Linked DNA regions of Mus musculus: regions 1, 2, 4, 5 and 6 are each linked to region 3. Evidence: chromatin contacts called from public HiChIP or PLAC-seq and promoter capture Hi-C data. All regions are on one chromosome and are shown on one strand. The core of a region is the stretch at or near the end of the contact, and the rest is flanking DNA. Distances in the headings are between cores, read along the strand shown. Region 1 holds the start of Zfp469 (zinc finger protein 469). Region 2 holds the start of Il17c (interleukin 17C). Region 3 holds the start of Rpl13 (ribosomal protein L13). Region 4 holds the start of Mvd (mevalonate (diphospho) decarboxylase). Region 5 overlaps Galns (galactosamine (N-acetyl)-6-sulfate sulfatase). Region 6 overlaps Piezo1 (piezo-type mechanosensitive ion channel component 1).

Region 1 (2,700 bases), core at 197-2,696, 870 kb after region 3:
TGTGGAGACTAAATCACTGACACTGTAAGCTCATGACTTCAGAGCTCTCTTTGGCTCTCCCACGGCCTCTACAATGCCCTGGGATACTGACAGCCTGGAGTCCACTTGCTTTGTCTCACCTTATCTCCCAGACTGAAGAAACCCTGTGCCGTCCTCTGCTGCCTTCTCCCATTCACAATAAGGAAGACACACTCTGTTGGCTCTGCCCAGTTGTTTGGGACCTGCCAGGCCAAGCTTATGGCAAAAGGGACCTGCCAGGCAAGCTTATGCCATCCTGAAGGGACTGCTGGCCAGCTGCTGCTCTCCCCGACTGGCCCCGTCAATATGCCCAAGCATTTTGCCCGCTTGTCTGTTATTTTCCGGACTTGGGTGTTGGCTGAGTAAAGACGGTTGGGACAGTGCAGGACACAGAGGCCTCGACACACCTTTGTCCCTCTAACAGGGGGAACTGGACCAGAGTCAACTGGCAGTGTGGCTCTGGACTGTCAGCACCTCTGCTGCTTTCCAGCTGTGCAACACAGGCCACTCTGACCCTCTTCATCTAGAGCACGGGGTTCCACCCATTTCACTAGGAAGATTAAATGCAGTAGTAACACGTGGCACAGTCCCCACACAGCCGGCTCAGAGGAGCCCGAAGAAAAGCCATCAACTGTCTCAGCTGGAGCCCGAGCCCCACTCAGCAGCCCGGCTGTTCCGCTTTCCTGTCTGCTATGCACATCCCTGCTTCTACCCTGGGGTCTCGGGTGCAGGACAGGGTCCAGGCCGCCACTGGAAGTCCGATTGAATCCCGCTACGATACCCTCCCCTTCCCACCATCGCCACGAGGGGCGCAGTGTCTCCGCGGTCGGCTTAGCTTAACTCCGTGGACTCCTCCAGCGGAGCTGCCCCAAAGCACAGGGTGGGTGGGGGCGCGATGGGCCTCCTGGCGGAAGCAAGAGCGTGGTGACCCTCAAGTCCGCTAGCCGGACCCCATCCCGCCCGCGGAATCAGACCTTAGGGGGTCCCGAGCGGGCGGCGGTGGAGTAGCATACGAACGGTTCCAAGTCGCAATGAATGAGTTACCGCTTCACCTCCCGCAGCCCCGTGGCTCCGACTCCCCTGGGCTCTGGTGATGCTTGCTCTGTGCTTCGCAACTCGCGGGCGACATCCCCAACAGCTCTCTCAGGGGCTGGGCCAGGCAGCCCCGAGTTCGGTACTCGGCGCCTGCAGCTCGTCTCACCGTGTGTCGGAACCCGAGGCCAGCCGTGCGCCTGGAGGGCAGCGCGGTGACCGCACCCGTCCCTGATCACCCCAGCGACGCGCACTCACCTCCGCCCCGGCCGCGCGTAGCTCCAGTTCCCGGGACGCGCGGGGCGCCCGCGCCCGGACCGCGTAGCCCCAGCGCTCATCCCCGCCCGCAGCGCCCCGGCCGCCCGCCCGCCCGTCCGCCGGGCACCGAGCCGCCGCGCTGCGCCTGGGGCGGGGTGCGAGCAGAGGGCCGCCTCCCGGGCCGGTCCGCGGGCAGCGCTCGCGCGGAGGCCGGACGCACAGCAGCGCCCCGGCTTGGGTTACACGCTTGCGCCCCCCCCCCCCCCCGCCCCGCCCCGGCTATTTTTAGCACGGCTTTTCCTAGGTGTTGGTTTCATGTGATCCACCTAGCCACGCCGGCCTGGTGGGAAACTCTCTCCCCGGTCACCAACCCTCTCCCCCCACAACACGCTCCTTGGCCAGTTCTACAGCTGGCACGCCGCTGGGCGGAAAGCCTGGCTTCAGCGCAACTTCGGAAACGGCTGCCACCATTCCACCGTGTGGCTTCCAGTCGCAGCTCTATCCATCCTTCGCTCCTCCCAGTCCCTGGGCCACCAAAAGCAACTAAACCTCTTCCTCTGGCTTCTGTCCCGGAAGGTTAGGGCCCGGGCCATAGCTGACACCTGTTTAGGGGAAAATTCAGGTTAAGCCTCCCCCTACCCCCCAGTACATAAGTCTGACACTCTAAGGTGCTGCGGCCTGGAGTAGATGTCCAGCGGGCTTCTGTCATAACACAGAGCTCGAAGTCATCAACCTTGGTGGCTTCCTACTGGGCCATCATCCAGCCTGGGGATGAGCACACTGGAACGTAGTGGGGACCGAAGGAGCTATTTAGGTCTCTAGAGACGGAGGGGCACCTTTAAGATCATCTGACAAAATGCCACATCTAACATGAACCCAAGCTTCACAGATCAGGAATCTGCCAGAGGCCACACAGCTGGAAGAGCTTATGTTAAGATGTTCAGCTCAGCATGAGGGTTCAATGCCCCAGCATTGAGTAAAAAGGCAAGGTGTGGCGTGTATTTGAACCCAGTGCTGGGGAAGCAAGAGCCAGGCAGATCCCTGGGGCTAGCTGGCCAGGCAGCTTAATTTACTCGGTGAGCTCCAGGGTAACCTGTCTCCATAACAAAGCGGACAGCACCTGAAGCCGACCTCTGGTCTCCACGCACACACGTACACGATGTGAGCTCACAGCCCCAGGTCCTGAGAGAGAGAAGATCACTGACTCCACTTTAGATGAACTGGATCACTGACCATTGATCTGTGGGCTTCTCAACAGGCGGGGGTACTTCACGGAAAGAGACCCTGTCAGAAAGAGCCCTTCCACAGCTCCCACCCCCAGTAGGTCTAGCTGCCACTCAGAAGTTCCAGTTTCACTCCTGGGAACACCTTTATCATGCAAAGCAAGGCTGG
Region 2 (2,700 bases), core at 95-2,594, 680 kb after region 3:
CACAAGCATTCTGCCACCGCCAGCTTCTGTGGGTAGCGGTTCTCATCTGTGTCGATGCTGTGGGGAGGGAACCATAAGAATGTGCACTCCGGCTCTACCCAGAGCCACTCTGAGCTTCCACAAGCAGCTCGGAGCTCGGTGGGCTGGGCATCCCTCTTCCCTCCATTTTTTTTTTTTTTTTTAATGTGGATGCGGGGGATTTGAACTCAAGTCTTCATGCTTGCCAACTAAATGCTCTTATGCAGTGAGCCATCTCCTCAACCCTCCCACTCCGCTTCCCTCCTTGGAGCTCTATTGTCCTGGGACTGCGCCCCGCTTGCTCTAAAATTTGTAGTCTGAGAATGTGAATGCTACAGACAAAATGGTGCAGGCACTGAGCGGGCTGGCATTCTGTTAATGCTTGATAAGTGATGTTACCTGCATTCCTCCATGGTCTCTGAGAACATAGAGACAGGGGCTTTAGTGAGGGCTCTGGTCTCACTTAGCTCAAGCCTCAGCTGCTTCTTCTTCTTTTTAATTAGCTGAGTCTCTCTCTCTCTCTCTCTCTCTCTCTCTCTCTCTCTCTCTCTCTCTCTTTCTCTCTCTCTCTCTCCTTCCTCCCTTCTCGCCTCACTCGCTCCGGCCCAAAGATTGATTGATTGATTGATTGATTGATTGATTATATGTAAATACACTGTAGCTGTCCTCAGACACACCAGAAGAGGGCATCAGATCCCATTACAGATGGTTGTGAGTCACCATGTGGTTGCTGGGATTTGAACTCAGGACCTCTTCCAGAGCAGTCAGTGCTCTTAACCGCTGAGCCATCTCTCTAGCCCCGCAAGCCCCAGCTTCTTAGGGGAACATGTTTTTAGAGGTTGGGGCGAGTGTGCACCCTGAACAGACAGTGATCTAGGGCTCCGGGGTGGAAATAAAGCTCTCCCCATGCCCCCACCGATGGGGACCCCATCACCCTCACCGATATCTCCATGGTGAGATGGAGCGCTCGTGAGTGTCAGCTTCCAGCACCTCCTCCGGCCGCAGCACGGGGCACTGTGTTCCAGCTAGAGGTCCTTCATGCTGTCTCCTGTGGCCCGTGGCCTCCAAACTGGCCACCAGGGCCACAGGGAGGGCCTGCTCCCACCTGGCACTTCGAGTTAGCAGGTGTGGAGGAGCCTGGCCGTGAGATAATTCCTCAGCAGAGTAGCACCGCAGGGTCCTATGGCTTCGGGGTTTCCCCCAGGACGGGGGATCTTGGTGGGTCATCCCAGTAGGCAACCAGCCTAGAAGCAGGAGACTCTGTGGAGCAAGGCAGGTGCATGGTTAGGGGAAGCCCAGAGAACACCCATTTCCTCCCAAGGTTGCCTGTTCTCAGTGAAAAGATGGGGTTTAGATTTCCCTTTGTAGGTGGGCAAATAGGCTTAGCCTAAAGGCATCCCAAAGGCCCTGCCATCCACCCCTCTGGGATAGGCTGTCATCATGAGGCTGGGAAAGGCACCAGGCTCACCATCACAGTGACGGTGACGGTGGCCATGGCAGCAGACACGGAGCAGCCTCACACCTGGCGACGGTCCCAGTGCTGTAACAGGTGAAGCCTGGCTGTGTGCTTTATACCTGGGGCCACACCTGGGGAAAATCCAGCTCTGCTTCCTCCTCTGGGTCTGTCCCTTTGCATCACAGAGTTATCCAGCTAGGTCCTGAGAACAGCCCGGGCCCTGCCCTGGCCACACCTACCCCGCCCGTCGTCACAGATACTTCGGAGCCCCTGCAAGGCAACCTTTCTACCCAAAGATCCGACCCAGTGGAATGCCCAGGAGAGCACAGGGCCCTGCCTGGCAGGACACTCTGGAACCAGGAACTAGGGCTTTCAGCCAAGCAGTTCTCAGCAGCTCACCGCTTTGATTTGTGTCAGTTCGGCTGTTTGAACTCAGGGACTCTGGGGCTGGCACTGGGGGACTTACGTGCTACATCCTGCCTGACATGAGTCTGTAAGGTTCCAGGCCCTGGACCAGTGGATGGACTTGGAGGTTGTGCTTCCTGCCTAAAGTCACCATGCACCACCACCCTGTGCAGGCAGGAGAGATGGAAGCTAGGGAATGCCCCTAGGTTTGATATGGGACCCTACAAGTTTATAATAATAATAATAAGCCTTTTGTGTGAGCTAGGTATGTTGGCACTTGCCTTTAATCTGAGCACTCAGGAGGCAGAGGCAGGCAGATCTTTGTGAGTTTGAGGCCAGCCTGGTCTACCGAGTGAGTTCCTGGACAACCAGGGCTACATAGAGAAACCCTGTCTCAATAAATAACAACAAGTAAACAAGCAATAACAAACAAAACAAACAAACAATAAACCACCCCAAAAAACAAACCACGTGGATGAGTGTTTTGTCTGCACGTATGTGTCTGGTACCCACGGAGGCCAGGAGTGGACCCTTTGATCTCCTGGAACTGGAATCATGGCTGTAAGAACACCCAGTGCTTTTAACCTCTGAATCCTCTCTCCAGACCCTCTCCAACAGGTTTGTTTGTTTGTTTATTTATTTATTTTTTCCGAGACAGGGTTTCTCTGTGTAGCCCTGGCTGTCCTGGAACTCACTTTGTAGAACAGGCTGGCCTCAAACTCAGAAATCTGCCTGCCTCTGCCTCCCAAGTGCTGGGATTAAAGGCGTGTGCCACCGTTGCCCGGCGTGTCCTGGGTTTTGCTAGACTCTAAAATGTCCAA
Region 3 (2,700 bases), core at 5-2,504:
GAACGTCCTGGTAGGGTGAACGCTCTAGAACAGCATACCAGGCTCCAAGTCAATAGCTCCCAACACTAACAGACACTGGAAAGCCCAGGGACACCATAGTGGCTCCCACTGATCTGCACGCGTCACCGCCGCCCCCAGTACGCTCTAACCTCCCACTGCTGCACTCATGTCAACTCTGCAGAGCTGGATCCAAGAACACAGACTCTATCTACACTGAGCCGGACCTCTGCCGCCCCGCAGGACTTACAGAACTGTCTCCCTTCTTCGGAGCAGAAGGCTTCCTGGGGAACAGGATGAGCTTGGAGCGGTACTCCTTCAGGCGCTGCACGTTGGCCTGCAGTGACTCCGTGGACTTGTTTCGCCTCCTCGGGTCCACAGAGATGCCGATGGTGCGAGCCACTTTCTTGTGGATGCCAGCCACCTGTTCAGAAACAGAAACTGGTCACCCACCTCGCAGTCACCCCACCCCAAGCCGGCCCTGCCGAGAAAACTCGGTGTCATCAGATGGAAAAGGGTTCAAAAGTACTTTCATCAAGTCAGTACAGCGATTCCGGAGAATGTCATCATTCCACCGAGCCCGAGGGACCTGCCAAGGGACCTCGCCCTGCCGCACTCACCCTGAGCTCCTCCAGGCTGAAGCCCCTGCCAGCCCGGACCTTGGTGTGGTATCTCACTGTAGGGCACCTCACGATGGGCCTGATGGGGCCGGACGCGGGGCGAGGGGCGATGCGACGCGCTTTCGCCTGCCGGGCCTTGCGCCTGCAGGAAAAGCACAGCCGTCACCTCCTGCCCCACGCGCGTCCCCGCCCTGGAGCCCACGCGAGCCACGCGCGATCTATACCTGCGGATCTTGCGCGCCGGCTGGTTGAACCAAGTGTCCACTCGCTGCTGCCAATCCTTGTGGAAGTGGGGCTTCAGTATCATGCCATTCCGGCTGGGCGCCATGGCTGCCTAAGGCCGCGAGGGAGAGGAGGGCGGCGAGTCAAGGCCAGGGTCCCCAACCCCGTCCCGGGTCCTCCCGCCCCTGCCCTGGCTCCGTGCTGTCGGCGCCCGGGCTCCTCCATGGCTGTCCGTGCGGCCTCTCTTCGCCGATGACAGCGGATGGAGGGCGATGGAGCCCGATGGACCACGATGGGACCGGCGGCGGCAGAGACTCACCTCCTATACAGGAGAACGGCCGAGCGGAAAGGACCGGGCACCGCAAAGCACCCTGGGCTTGTAGGGAGTCCGGCCAATCTCAAACGCCAATCAAAATCAGGCGAAAGGGAAGTGACGTCACGCGAACCCGCCCGCCGGCGGACCATCGCCTTTCTAGCCGTCGGGTTGGTTATTCTCGCTGGTTCCTAACTTCGCAGTGTGGGTATCTCCGGCGTGCTCAGGGGCGCACCTATGAATTAAACCCCTAAAACTCTTTCTCCCTCCTAGATCCAGTGTTTTTTCCCCGTCCACCCAGGAAAATTTATTATAGATTTGCCTGGAATTTATGTTTCCCCAGAACTGAAGCACGCACCCCCATTCCAGACTTCCCCCCCCACTTTAAGATTTTTATTTATTTTTACTTTATTTGTATGAGTGTCTCCCTGGTTTCATGGCTGTGCGTCGGATCCCCTACTACCGGAGTTCCTGGGTGCTGAGAATTGAACTTCTGAAACAGCAAGCAGCCAGTGATCGTAACTACTGAGTCATTTCTCCAGCCCCAAACTCCCCCATTTACTTAGATAACTCCTTTAGCCCTGACTTAACTCCTCGGGGGGAAATCAGGTGTGACGAAATACAATACTGAATTCCTACCCACAGTAGCAGCGACAACAAAACAGCCAAGGCATACACTGGTCCTACACCTGTATGCCTATAACCTTTTTTCACTCCTCATTCCCAATTACCAGGTTTCTTCCTGATCAAAATTCCACTACAGAAGCTGTAGAAATGGCTCAGTAATTAAGAGGGCTATAAATTTAAAAATCCACATTATACCCGGGCCAGATATCACAGGACCATAATCATAATTCATCTAGAAAATGAGACAGGACAATAGCAATTTCAATGCTTTTTGAGCAACTTAAACCCTCTTTTCTTTTTTTTCTTCTCCTTTTTTTTTAAGATTTATTTTATTTATGTAAGTACACTGTAGCTGTCTTCAGACACACCAGAAGAGGGCATCAGACTCCATTACCGATGGTTGTGAGCCACCATGTAGTTGCTGGGAGTTGAACTCAGGACCTTTGGAAGAGCAGTCCGTGCTCTTAACCGCTGAACCATCTCTCCAGCCCAACCCTCTTTTCAAAATTAAAAAGGAAGGGCTGGCAAGACAGCTTAGAGGGTTGAAGGTACTTGCTGCCATTTTATTCCTGGGACCCACATGGTAGAAGAGAACCAAGCTCTACATGCTGAGCTCATCCATGATATATATATATTTTCTCTGTCTCTCTCTCACACACACACACACAAACACACACACACACATACCACACACGCGTGCGCGCGCGAAAATAATGTCATAATGAAGCAGGCTGAGGATGTAATTCTTGCCTATTGGATGAGAGGCTAAATTCAATCCTCAGTAGGGGGGAGCCATTTTTTTTGAGTGTGGGTGAAAAGGCCAGAAATTGATGTTGAACCATCTTCCCAGCCCAGAGAAAATGTCTGTGGAAGGAATGCCCAGATTCAAGGTGCACTTCTTTGAAACAGTGTTTTCTCAGA
Region 4 (2,700 bases), core at 49-2,548, 660 kb after region 3:
GGTCAGCTGTCAGCCTGACTGACAGGCTGTCTACTGTGGCGCAGAAGGCCTATTCACACACTCTCGCTCTAGCAGAGAGAGCTGAGCAATCGATCCAGCTTCCAAGATGGCAGCCGGCCAACAGCTATCAACATCGCCCCAGGCACATAGCTGCTTGGCTGGTTCATCCACTTCTAGGAATCTACGCAAGCACTCTTATACACAATGCAAGGAAAGTCCGGTGCATGGCTTCCAAGGGGGACGGCTTGAGTCAATTACCGACGGTCTAGACAAACAAGGAAGCTGTTTTGGTGTGCAGCTGGAAAGTGTCCAAGAAACTCAGACGTAGAAAAAGCAGCATGGAAAAAAAAAGCAACTCCCATTCACTGTGTAGAAAATGTCAGCCAGAAGGCTGTGAAAGGATTAGGTACCATCCACACTCCTAGGAACAGAACTGGTGGCCTGGGTGGGTATCGTGTGCTCGCACATCTTCGGAACTCTAAGCCATTCAACAGCCACGATTTTACAGGAGGTGGAACCAGGAAGTTGTATCTGTTTCTGTTGGAGAATGGATGGTTAGTTCTGGAAACAGAGGTGACGGTTGTATCAAGTAAATATACTAAAGGTCACTAAACTGTACCGTAAGAATGACACAGAAATGTGCCGATCCATTTCAGCTACGGAAAAAAAAAAAAAAAAAACGACAAAATTCTTGCTTGTGTGGAGCTTGGGAGAGAAAATGCCCATCTCGGATGCAGTACATCCGCCGGCGCGGCGGCTGGACACCTCAGGCAAGCTGTGAGACCCCAGACTGTGGGACCAGGAGACTGGAGGTTGTGACAAGAGAAGTCAGATTGTGAATGTAGAAGATTCCAGGATGTGGGGCTCGGGCGCGACCTTGGGCTGCGGATCCCTCCGGATTCACCGTCTAGTGAGCTTTTCATGCAGCGTAGAGGCTAGATGCGTATCCTTTTTCAGCTCCGCTGTTTCAGCAGCAGATGGCCCCGCTGTCCCGACGGTCACTCAGGCTATCCAGTGGTGCTTGTGCCAGAAGGAGGAACCTTTGTAAGAAGGAGGCCTCCTACGCCTGCGCAGATACCACCTCCTGCGCATGCGTAGATTCCACTCCCTGAGCGGACCCCGCCTCTCGCTCGCAGCCACGAGCTTGCAGGCACCGGGGGCGGGCTCAGTGTCAGCCGCACATCATTCGATCCTGTCCATAGGCTAAAAAGTGGATCATGGGCTCGGCCTGTCGCCTATTGGACAGCACGGGAAAAGCCCGGCCAGCGGGCCAATCATATGGCAGCGCGTGAGTCTGTAGACACCGGGTAATCGGTGCTGGGCTCTCTAGCTCGGGACTCCAGCATCTCAGTTATGGCCTCAGAAAAGCCTCAGGACCTAATGGTCACCTGCACGGCGCCGGTCAACATCGCAGTTATCAAGTACTGTGAGTGCTGGAGACAACAGTCACCTCGGCCGGGATCGGGGCATAGAGCTGGAGGCTGTAGTCACTGGGACCCCTGGGCTCGAGGGTCGGGTTCCAGAGTAGCTGGGCTGGAAAGGGGATCCTCCAGGCTGGAATGAGGGGGAAGTTCGCCACCGTCAGATCCATGGGCACAGTGGTGGAAATGGGGGTTACTACAACCAGGATCGGGGAGCCTGGGAGTTGGAGACCGGGGCACAGGTGCCGGGATCGATGTGCACAGGGCTGGAGATGAGGGTCACTGCTGCCGGGATTCAGGGTCCTAGGGCTGGAGGGAAAGACCAATGTCCCGGATCTGGAGTAGCTGGGCTGGAGAAGGCTGGGAGGGTAGCTCAGGGATGAAGGGGGCGTTGCCATGCAGGGATCCGAGGGGCGCTGGTGAGGGGCAGATCTTCCTCCCTCCCTGGTGACACTTGTAAACTGGGGAGGTATTGCCGGGACCAGGGCTTCTCACCCCAGTCTCCCTCTGCTCTTCCTTCCACCGTGGTCATTTAGAAGTGGATCCACGCAGCCTGTAGATTCTTGAGTTTGGCTCGTTTCAGTACGCACGCTCTTCCCGAGGATTATCCAGGTGGACGCAGCAGGATTTCATTGCCCACTGTTGCTTAGGCCCTAGAACAGGGGCTCTGTTGTTACCAGGAAAACTGCTGCCACATTTATGGGCAGGTTTTGGTGTGAACTTTCATCCTTCCTAGGAAGAATGCCCTGGCAGCTCTGGGAGAACAAGAGTCAGTTCTTCATTCTGTTAATGATCTGTGGGTTCCCTGGGGTGGCAGTACCCAGCTGGTATTCCCACCAGTGCTACGCCAACCCTTAAGATTTAATTAATTTATTTAATGTATATGAGTACATTATAGTTGTGAACCTTCATGTGGTTGTTGGGGATTGAATTTAGTACCTTTGCTTGCTCCAGTCAACCCCAGCTCTCTCTGGCCCAAAGATTTATTTATTATTATAAATAATTATTATAAATAATTACACTGTAGCTATTTCAGGTGCACCACAAGAGGGGGTCAGATCTCATTACAGATGGTTGTGAGCCACCATGTGGTTGCTGGGATTTGAACTCAGGACCTTTGGAAGAGCAATCGGCGCTCTTATCCACTGAGCCATCTCTCCAGCTCCCCATTTCTTACTTCATCTCTTTGCGGGCCATTTCTTCTTTGCGTGGTTGCTGCTTGGAGCACTTCCATGGTGGCTGCTTTAAAGCCTTTGCCAGCAGTTGCAGCATCTCTAGA
Region 5 (2,700 bases), core at 36-2,535, 520 kb after region 3:
CCACGGAGTGAGGAGGGCTGATACTGTTAAGAAGTTGGAAAACACCTGAGATCGCCTGAACTACTCAGTTGTTATTAGCCGAACTTTGTCCTGTAAACTGCCGCTGTCCTCAGTTCTCACGGTCTGACTCAGGGTTGAGGCCCAGGTAAAGGGTGGTTGTTACAGACAAAAGGCTACAATCTGCCTCTGCTAGTGTTCGTGAGCTTCTGGTGTGAGAGAACTCCCAGGTCTTGGGCCTTCACTCCTGGATTCCTGGGGTTGTCTTTTTTTTTTTTTTTTTTTTTTTTTTTTTTGGTTTTTCGAGACAGGGCTTCTCTGTGTAGCCCTGGCTTTCCTGGAACTCACTTTGTAGACCAGGCTGGCCTTGAACTCAGAAATCTGCCTGCCTCTGCCTCCCGAGTGCCACCACACCGGGCTCCTGGGGTTGTCTTAACAAGCCTCAGGTTCTAGCTTCAGACCTAAGATGGAGGTCTCAGCTGCTACACCTGAACTTTGATCTCCCAGGAGAGTGAGCCAACCCGAGTGTCCTGTCCCTTACCACCTCTCCAAAATCAGGAGATTTCTAGCAGTCTGCCTGTCCCCATCCCGCTGTGCATCCAGAGCCAGGCCAGAGGCCTGCTCTGCGGGGAGGATGAAGTGTTACAGCAGGCTGACTTCCCGGAGGTGCCCTGAGGGCGAGCAAGGCACTCACACAACTGCAGCTGTAAGAGAAACCCTAGACCAATTAGCGGGATCTTAATTAAATAGCTTATTTGATTTGCATCCAAATTATAATTTATGAGTTCCATCTAGACCTCTCCATTAACTGTTTGGTATTTTCATGCTAATGGTTGTGGTTTCCTGCTGTGTGCTGCACAGTTTGTCCCCTGGCAGGACGCTCCAGGAGGCCTAGATTCGGGACCCACTTTGACTGTAATATAGCCCACCCTTCCAGTCCCCAACTTGTATCTCTGCAGCTCCTCACAAATGGAACTTCATAGGCTATGGCCTCCCTGCTTTATAGACTGTAAACTGCTGCACCAACCAGCTGTCCATCCCAGAAGTGTTACACAAGGTGCTGCAGACATTTCCTTAGTGAACGGCGCTGCGTGTCAAATGTATACAGACCCTACAGGAAGGTCTCCCACTGCTGAGTTGGCTGACACTAGGGCAACTGAGTCACAGCTCCTGTCTGAGACTGTTGGAGGCGTGGTTAGGGGCATTCTCCATTCCTACATCAGTCCACCCCAAGGAGTACGCAGCGAAATCTCATAGGGGAGGTCCAGGGCAAAGGGCAAGCTTGTACACACAAACGGCTGTAATGGAATCAGACTGCACCCAGGAAAGGTAGCCGCAGCAGCCAAACTATCTGAGAGGAAGCTGCAGGGACTGACTCCGTACAGCCTGAGTATGTGTTCCGCCTTCCCTCTGTACCTCTGAAGGCAGTGGTCATGATTCCACAGCCTGTGCCCTTCCCTCGAGCCTGGTCACGGCTGTTTTGTCCCTTACTTCAGCTCACGTGTTCAGCTCTGGGTCTGCGTTCTCTCAGCTTTCAAGCCAAAGGTCCCTCTTCCTGTGTCTGGTCTAGTGACTCACCCTGACTCGTCATCTTCTGAGAGGCCACTGTTCTCCTGGCCGCACACTGAAAAGGCTTTATGGCGCTCTGAGGAGCACTCCTCAAAATCAAAGCGTTAGCCGGTCCAGACGGCTTCATCTGTTTTGAGGCAGGGTCTCCTGTAGCCCAGGCTGACTTCAAACTCAAGATATTCCTACTTCTATCTCCTGAGTGCTGAGATTACAGCCTAGCTGCCCAGACTATTATGGAAAAAACTTGGGGAGCCGCCCAGAGACAGATGCTAAGCAGTTCCTCCTGAAGCTTTCCCCCATCCAGGAGGTGACCAGATCCAACCGCTCTCACGTTCACTCCCCAGGGAACACCGCAGTACCAGGCGCGAGGGATGTGTGAGCAGCTGGACTAGTAGGGCATCTCTGCTGCATGGGCTTCTGGGTCCTGGATGCCCACTTGTTCTCTGTGCCTCTCATTGCAGGGCACTGACTTCTGCCCCGGGCAGAACGTCTCAGGAGTTACAACCCACACCCAGGAAGAACACACGGAGCTACCCCTGATCTTCCACCTGGGACGGGACCCAGGGGAGAGATTCCCACTCAGGTGAGGCAGGGGCAGGGTCTCCATGCCGCAGAGGAGACACTGGCCAGACAGGCCAAAGGTGAGAACCACGTCTGGGTGCTCTGCCTTCCGTGGAGTTACCCCTCTGGTCTCACAGGAAATGGATGCCTTTGTGTGGAGATGAAGAACACAGACATGGGACCCTGGGCGCCCAACCAAGGAGGATGTAGAGCCTACTAACTCCCAGAGACCTCTATCTTCACCTCAGGCCATGGCTGCCATGCTCTCTGGGAGCTCCCCTCCTGCTTTCTCTTCCTGGTTGCCTCTCATCCCTCCCCATTCTGGGTTGAGTTCATTGACAACCCCAGCAATGGATCCTATACTCTAAGCTACCTTCAGGGATGGCCAAGGGCAGGGGTAAGCAAGTCAGCCATAGGAGACATCCATCCACACCAACTAGCCCTGGGACTGACAGGAGGGAAAGGCTGAGGGCGAGGAGATCCAAGGACTCCATCCCAGATTCTGGAGTACAGTGCTTCAGACCATGGACCCTGGAGCTGAGGGTACCTAGTGGCCTCCACTGGGCAGGAGTC
Region 6 (2,700 bases), core at 44-2,543, 580 kb after region 3:
TCTTTGGACAGCGTACTCCTCTGTGGGACCCAGGGTCTCAGCGGAGTCTCTGCTCCACCACTGGACACGGCTGCTGCATAGCTGGGACCATAGAAGGACTCCAGGCTCTGCTCTGCCTTGTAGCTCTTTGCCAGTCTAGACACCACTTCCTCCAGGGCTGAGACTGTGGCTGCCCCAGGGTCCCAAGCAGGCCCTGCCCTGCCCTGCCCTGCCCTGCCCTAGAGATGGGTTGCAGTCCTTTGGGCTAGCCTGGTCTCTCCTGTTGGGGCCTCTGCTCAACTCTCTCTGCTCACCGAGGTCTTTCTTTTGGCCTAGAGAGACTCTCCTCCCTTCTCAGAGGGAGGTAGCCTAGAGACTAGGAGGGCAGGCCATCCAAACCTGTTCCCTCTCTTGTGCAGACAGGAGTGACAATGGTGGGGTGGGGGGTTATATGAGACCCTCAACCTTGTTTCTGTGCTGGGCCGAGATGGTAGGGTGAGGTGAGTCTGCTCTTCACCCAGGCTTCCCTCGAAGAAACCATGCTGTTCCTGCACTGGACGCTTGCTTGTCTCCACTTGGGCTGGACGGCCTGCTGCGTTGATGCAGACTAGTGTGAACCTTCACTGTGTTCTCTCCCTGTTGACACAGCCCATCCCTCCAAAGGATCCGGTCATCTCAAGCACACACTGTATCTCTGCACCTTTCCGTCCGTCTGTCCAGCACTGGCTGTGGTAGGGGAAGCTCCCCACAGATCTGCCGTGTGCTTCAGACTCATTTCCAGAGCCATTTACAAATGTGTCTGGCATCTGCTTTGGGAGGTCGCTGTAAGGCTTCTTTGACCAGAGACATATGGGAGCAGCTGGCTCAAAGAGCCTCCAGGGAGTGGTGGATTCTCGTCTCCTACCCTGACAGACCCTGGGCCAGGCTGGGGCTTCTTGAGTAGGTGAGGTCTCCCTTACAGCCCAATCTGCAGGCCCATCTTCATGCTCATGGTGGAGGAGGGGTGGTGACAAACCTTCTGTGTGGTGTACTCTAAAAGTTGTGTGTGGTCCTATTACCCTTACCCCTCCCTCCCTGACCCGGTTCCCACAACGACGAGCAAACCGTTGCTCTGCTCTGGGTCACTCAGAGTCCAGGGGAGCCACCCGGTGGACTTCATTAGCCCTCAGCTATGGCTTGAGGACCCCAGAGTGGATGTTAGCAAGGGTCTTCAGCTTTGTGCTGTAGGGTGAGGGTCTATAAAGGGTTAAGTATGTGCTGGCCTGCAAGGGGCCCTTCCTGCCTCTGGCTGTCCCTATTGTTGCTGGCTCAGGAAAGGCCTGTTTCCTGTGAAATCACAGGCTTTGCCCAGCAGCTCCACCAGAGCAGTCTGAGGCTCTGCCCTCTTTGAGGAATGTCTTTGTCCCCCATGACCCCTCTCCTGCAGTTAGGTGGCAGCTAACCTTCAAGGACAAAGACAAGGAAGGCTGTCTCCTTCAGGCTGCTTGTGATAAATAACATCTCACCTCTGTCCTCTGCACTGCTAAAGTCATGGTTGTGACAGTCACATCAATGTGTTTCAACCAATACGCCACACCACCGGGACCAGGGAGCACCTGGGAACCCTGCATCCCGACACAGCCAGGTTGTGTTGCCTCTTAGTGTTTCTTTCCCTCTCTTCCCAGAAGCAAGAGCTGCACGGCTGACCCAGGCGGGACTCGCTCTCCTGGCTCGCTCTTCTTGCTCTTGAGGGGTGATAATCTTGGAGGAATGATGACTGAGAACGAGACCCTGGAGTGTCAAGTTGTGCCTCTGAGCCTGTTTCCTTGGGTAGAGTGTTCGTCTCTGGACGTAGCCTTTATTTCTCTGTACAGTGTTGGGACCGCTCTACACGGAGGGCAGGCAGGAAGGAAAAGAGGCAGGGGAAAGGGCAGAGCTCAGGGCCTGTGCATCTCCCAAGCTGACCTGTGTTGCTGAGGCAGGACAGGGCGTTCCCCTCGCCTGGTCCCTGGTGCCTCACCTTGCATTTCATCTACCTTTGGCACATACAGCTATGTAGGGTTCTCCTGGCCCTACCTGGGATTAGGAGTAGCCAGGCCTCAATCTCAGTAGCCCATCTCACATTTCCTCGTTGCCAGGAAGCCAGGCATGGAAGTCCCTACCCCTTGCCATCTTGGGTCTCTGGTTTCTGGAGCCCATCACAGATTTTGGACACCGTTCATGTATTTATTCCGGTAAAACATCTATCCACGAAGTTTGTCATCTTAATCTATTTTTGATAGTGTGGTGGCATTAGGCACATCCTCATATGTCACTAATGGCCACCCCAGGACCATCTCATTTTCCTGACTGAAACTTGATAACAGTTAAACTTTAGCCGCGGGACTGGAGAGATGGCTCAGTAGTTAAGAGCACTGACGGCTCGTCCACAGATCCTGAGTTCAATTCCCAGCAACCACATGGTGGCTTACAACCATAATGAGATCTGGGGCCCTCTTCTGGTGTGTCTGAAGACATCGACAGTGTACTCATATACGTAAAATAAATAGATAATTCTTAAAAACAATAATAAATTAACTTTAGCCTCTCCCGCACTCAACACACACAGAACCTCGGGGTCTGAATTTTAAGCTTGCCAAGCAGGCTGCAGGGTAAAGCATCTTTCCCTGCTCCCCAGGGCCTGTGGTGGCCGCCCTTCATTGGCTGTGCTTGGGAGGCCAGAATTCAAAGTCAGGAGTCTTC

Evidence for each region. Promoter capture Hi-C pulls out the DNA fragments that hold promoters and counts their contacts. HiChIP or PLAC-seq counts read pairs in DNA pulled down with a chosen protein or histone mark. Capture Hi-C pulls out chosen DNA fragments and counts their contacts.
Region 1: a promoter capture Hi-C map of liver shows a contact between it and region 3, with 2.7 times the contacts expected there. The contact joins the promoter of Zfp469 here to the promoter of Rpl13 in region 3. A contact is called at or near these places in 2 of 39 promoter capture datasets (liver and pre-B cells) and 1 of 115 datasets of contacts at active chromatin or transcription factors (pancreatic cancer cells).
Region 2: a promoter capture Hi-C map of pancreatic islet shows a contact between it and region 3, with 2.9 times the contacts expected there. The contact joins the promoter of Il17c here to the promoter of Rpl13 in region 3. A contact is called at or near these places in 1 of 39 promoter capture datasets (the C10 cell line), 6 of 115 datasets of contacts at active chromatin or transcription factors (T-cell acute lymphoblastic leukemia, bone marrow-derived macrophages, embryonic forebrain and 3 more) and 2 of 9 other capture datasets (adipose tissue and pancreatic islet).
Region 4: a promoter capture Hi-C map of liver shows a contact between it and region 3, with 2.2 times the contacts expected there. The contact joins the promoter of Mvd here to the promoter of Rpl13 in region 3. A contact is called at or near these places in 4 of 39 promoter capture datasets (the C10 cell line, the SN4741 cell line, cranial neural crest and 1 more), 11 of 115 datasets of contacts at active chromatin or transcription factors (the SCID.adh cell line, T-cell acute lymphoblastic leukemia, astrocytes and 6 more) and 4 of 9 other capture datasets (adipose tissue, embryonic stem cells, liver and 1 more).
Region 5: an H3K4me3 HiChIP or PLAC-seq map of bone marrow-derived macrophages shows a contact between it and region 3, with 7 times the contacts expected there. The contact joins the enhancer-like site here to the promoter of Rpl13 in region 3. A contact is called at or near these places in 13 of 39 promoter capture datasets (the 3T3-L1 cell line, 3T3-L1-derived adipocytes, HPC-7-derived erythroid cells and 7 more), 2 of 15 datasets of contacts at CTCF or cohesin (both in the NIH/3T3 cell line), 7 of 484 Hi-C or Micro-C datasets (all in embryonic stem cells), 24 of 115 datasets of contacts at active chromatin or transcription factors (the SCID.adh cell line, acute myeloid leukemia, astrocytes and 12 more) and 5 of 9 other capture datasets (adipose tissue, embryonic stem cells, liver and 2 more).
Region 6: a promoter capture Hi-C map of liver shows a contact between it and region 3, with 4 times the contacts expected there. The contact joins the enhancer-like site here to the promoter of Rpl13 in region 3. A contact is called at or near these places in 13 of 39 promoter capture datasets (the 3T3-L1 cell line, embryonic stem cells, hematopoietic stem and progenitor cells and 7 more), 1 of 15 datasets of contacts at CTCF or cohesin (large pre-B cells), 1 of 484 Hi-C or Micro-C datasets (pro-B cells), 15 of 115 datasets of contacts at active chromatin or transcription factors (the NIH/3T3 cell line, acute myeloid leukemia, astrocytes and 9 more) and 3 of 9 other capture datasets (adipose tissue, embryonic stem cells and pancreatic islet).

The regions. Positions count from the first base shown.
Region 1 is chr8:122,229,020-122,231,719 of GRCm38.p6, reverse strand. Zfp469 (zinc finger protein 469) reads right to left here and starts at 1,446. Exons shown (of 3, transcript NM_001362883.1): 1 at 1,309-1,446.
Region 2 is chr8:122,420,664-122,423,363 of GRCm38.p6, reverse strand. Il17c (interleukin 17C) reads right to left here and starts at 1,344. Exons shown (of 2, transcript NM_145834.4): 1 at 959-1,344; 2 at 1-57. The coding sequence starts at 1,245.
Region 3 is chr8:123,100,904-123,103,603 of GRCm38.p6, reverse strand. Rpl13 (ribosomal protein L13) reads right to left here and starts at 1,254. Exons shown (of 6, transcript NM_016738.5): 1 at 1,159-1,254; 2 at 842-951; 3 at 618-759; 4 at 248-421. The coding sequence starts at 945. It overlaps Snord68 (small nucleolar RNA, C/D box 68), which reads right to left and starts at 546; the gene lies at 499-546.
Region 4 is chr8:122,442,020-122,444,719 of GRCm38.p6, reverse strand. Mvd (mevalonate (diphospho) decarboxylase) reads left to right here and starts at 1,298. Exons shown (of 10, transcript NM_138656.2): 1 at 1,298-1,426. The coding sequence starts at 1,354. 9330133O14Rik (RIKEN cDNA 9330133O14 gene) reads right to left here and starts at 1,064. Exons shown (of 1, transcript NR_045696.1): 1 at 1-1,064.
Region 5 is chr8:122,584,361-122,587,060 of GRCm38.p6, reverse strand. Galns (galactosamine (N-acetyl)-6-sulfate sulfatase) reads left to right here. Exons shown (of 14, transcript NM_016722.4): 12 at 2,028-2,149. It also overlaps the pseudogene Gm34962. Among named protein-coding and RNA genes, the nearest start is that of Aprt, 8.8 kb to the right of the region's middle. Within about 2 kb of position 1,285, at least 95 of the 459 cell types and tissues checked have an H3K27ac peak or open chromatin away from gene starts, as enhancers often do. A contact at or near this core is called in the NIH/3T3 cell line, the SN4741 cell line, acute myeloid leukemia and 4 more, where this site is marked.
Region 6 is chr8:122,516,299-122,518,998 of GRCm38.p6, reverse strand. The region is part of intron 1 of Piezo1 (piezo-type mechanosensitive ion channel component 1); the gene reads left to right. Among named protein-coding and RNA genes, the nearest start is that of Gm26497, 3.0 kb to the left of the region's middle. Within about 2 kb of position 1,293, at least 60 of the 459 cell types and tissues checked have an H3K27ac peak or open chromatin away from gene starts, as enhancers often do. A contact at or near this core is called in adipose tissue, astrocytes, bone marrow-derived macrophages and 2 more, where this site is marked.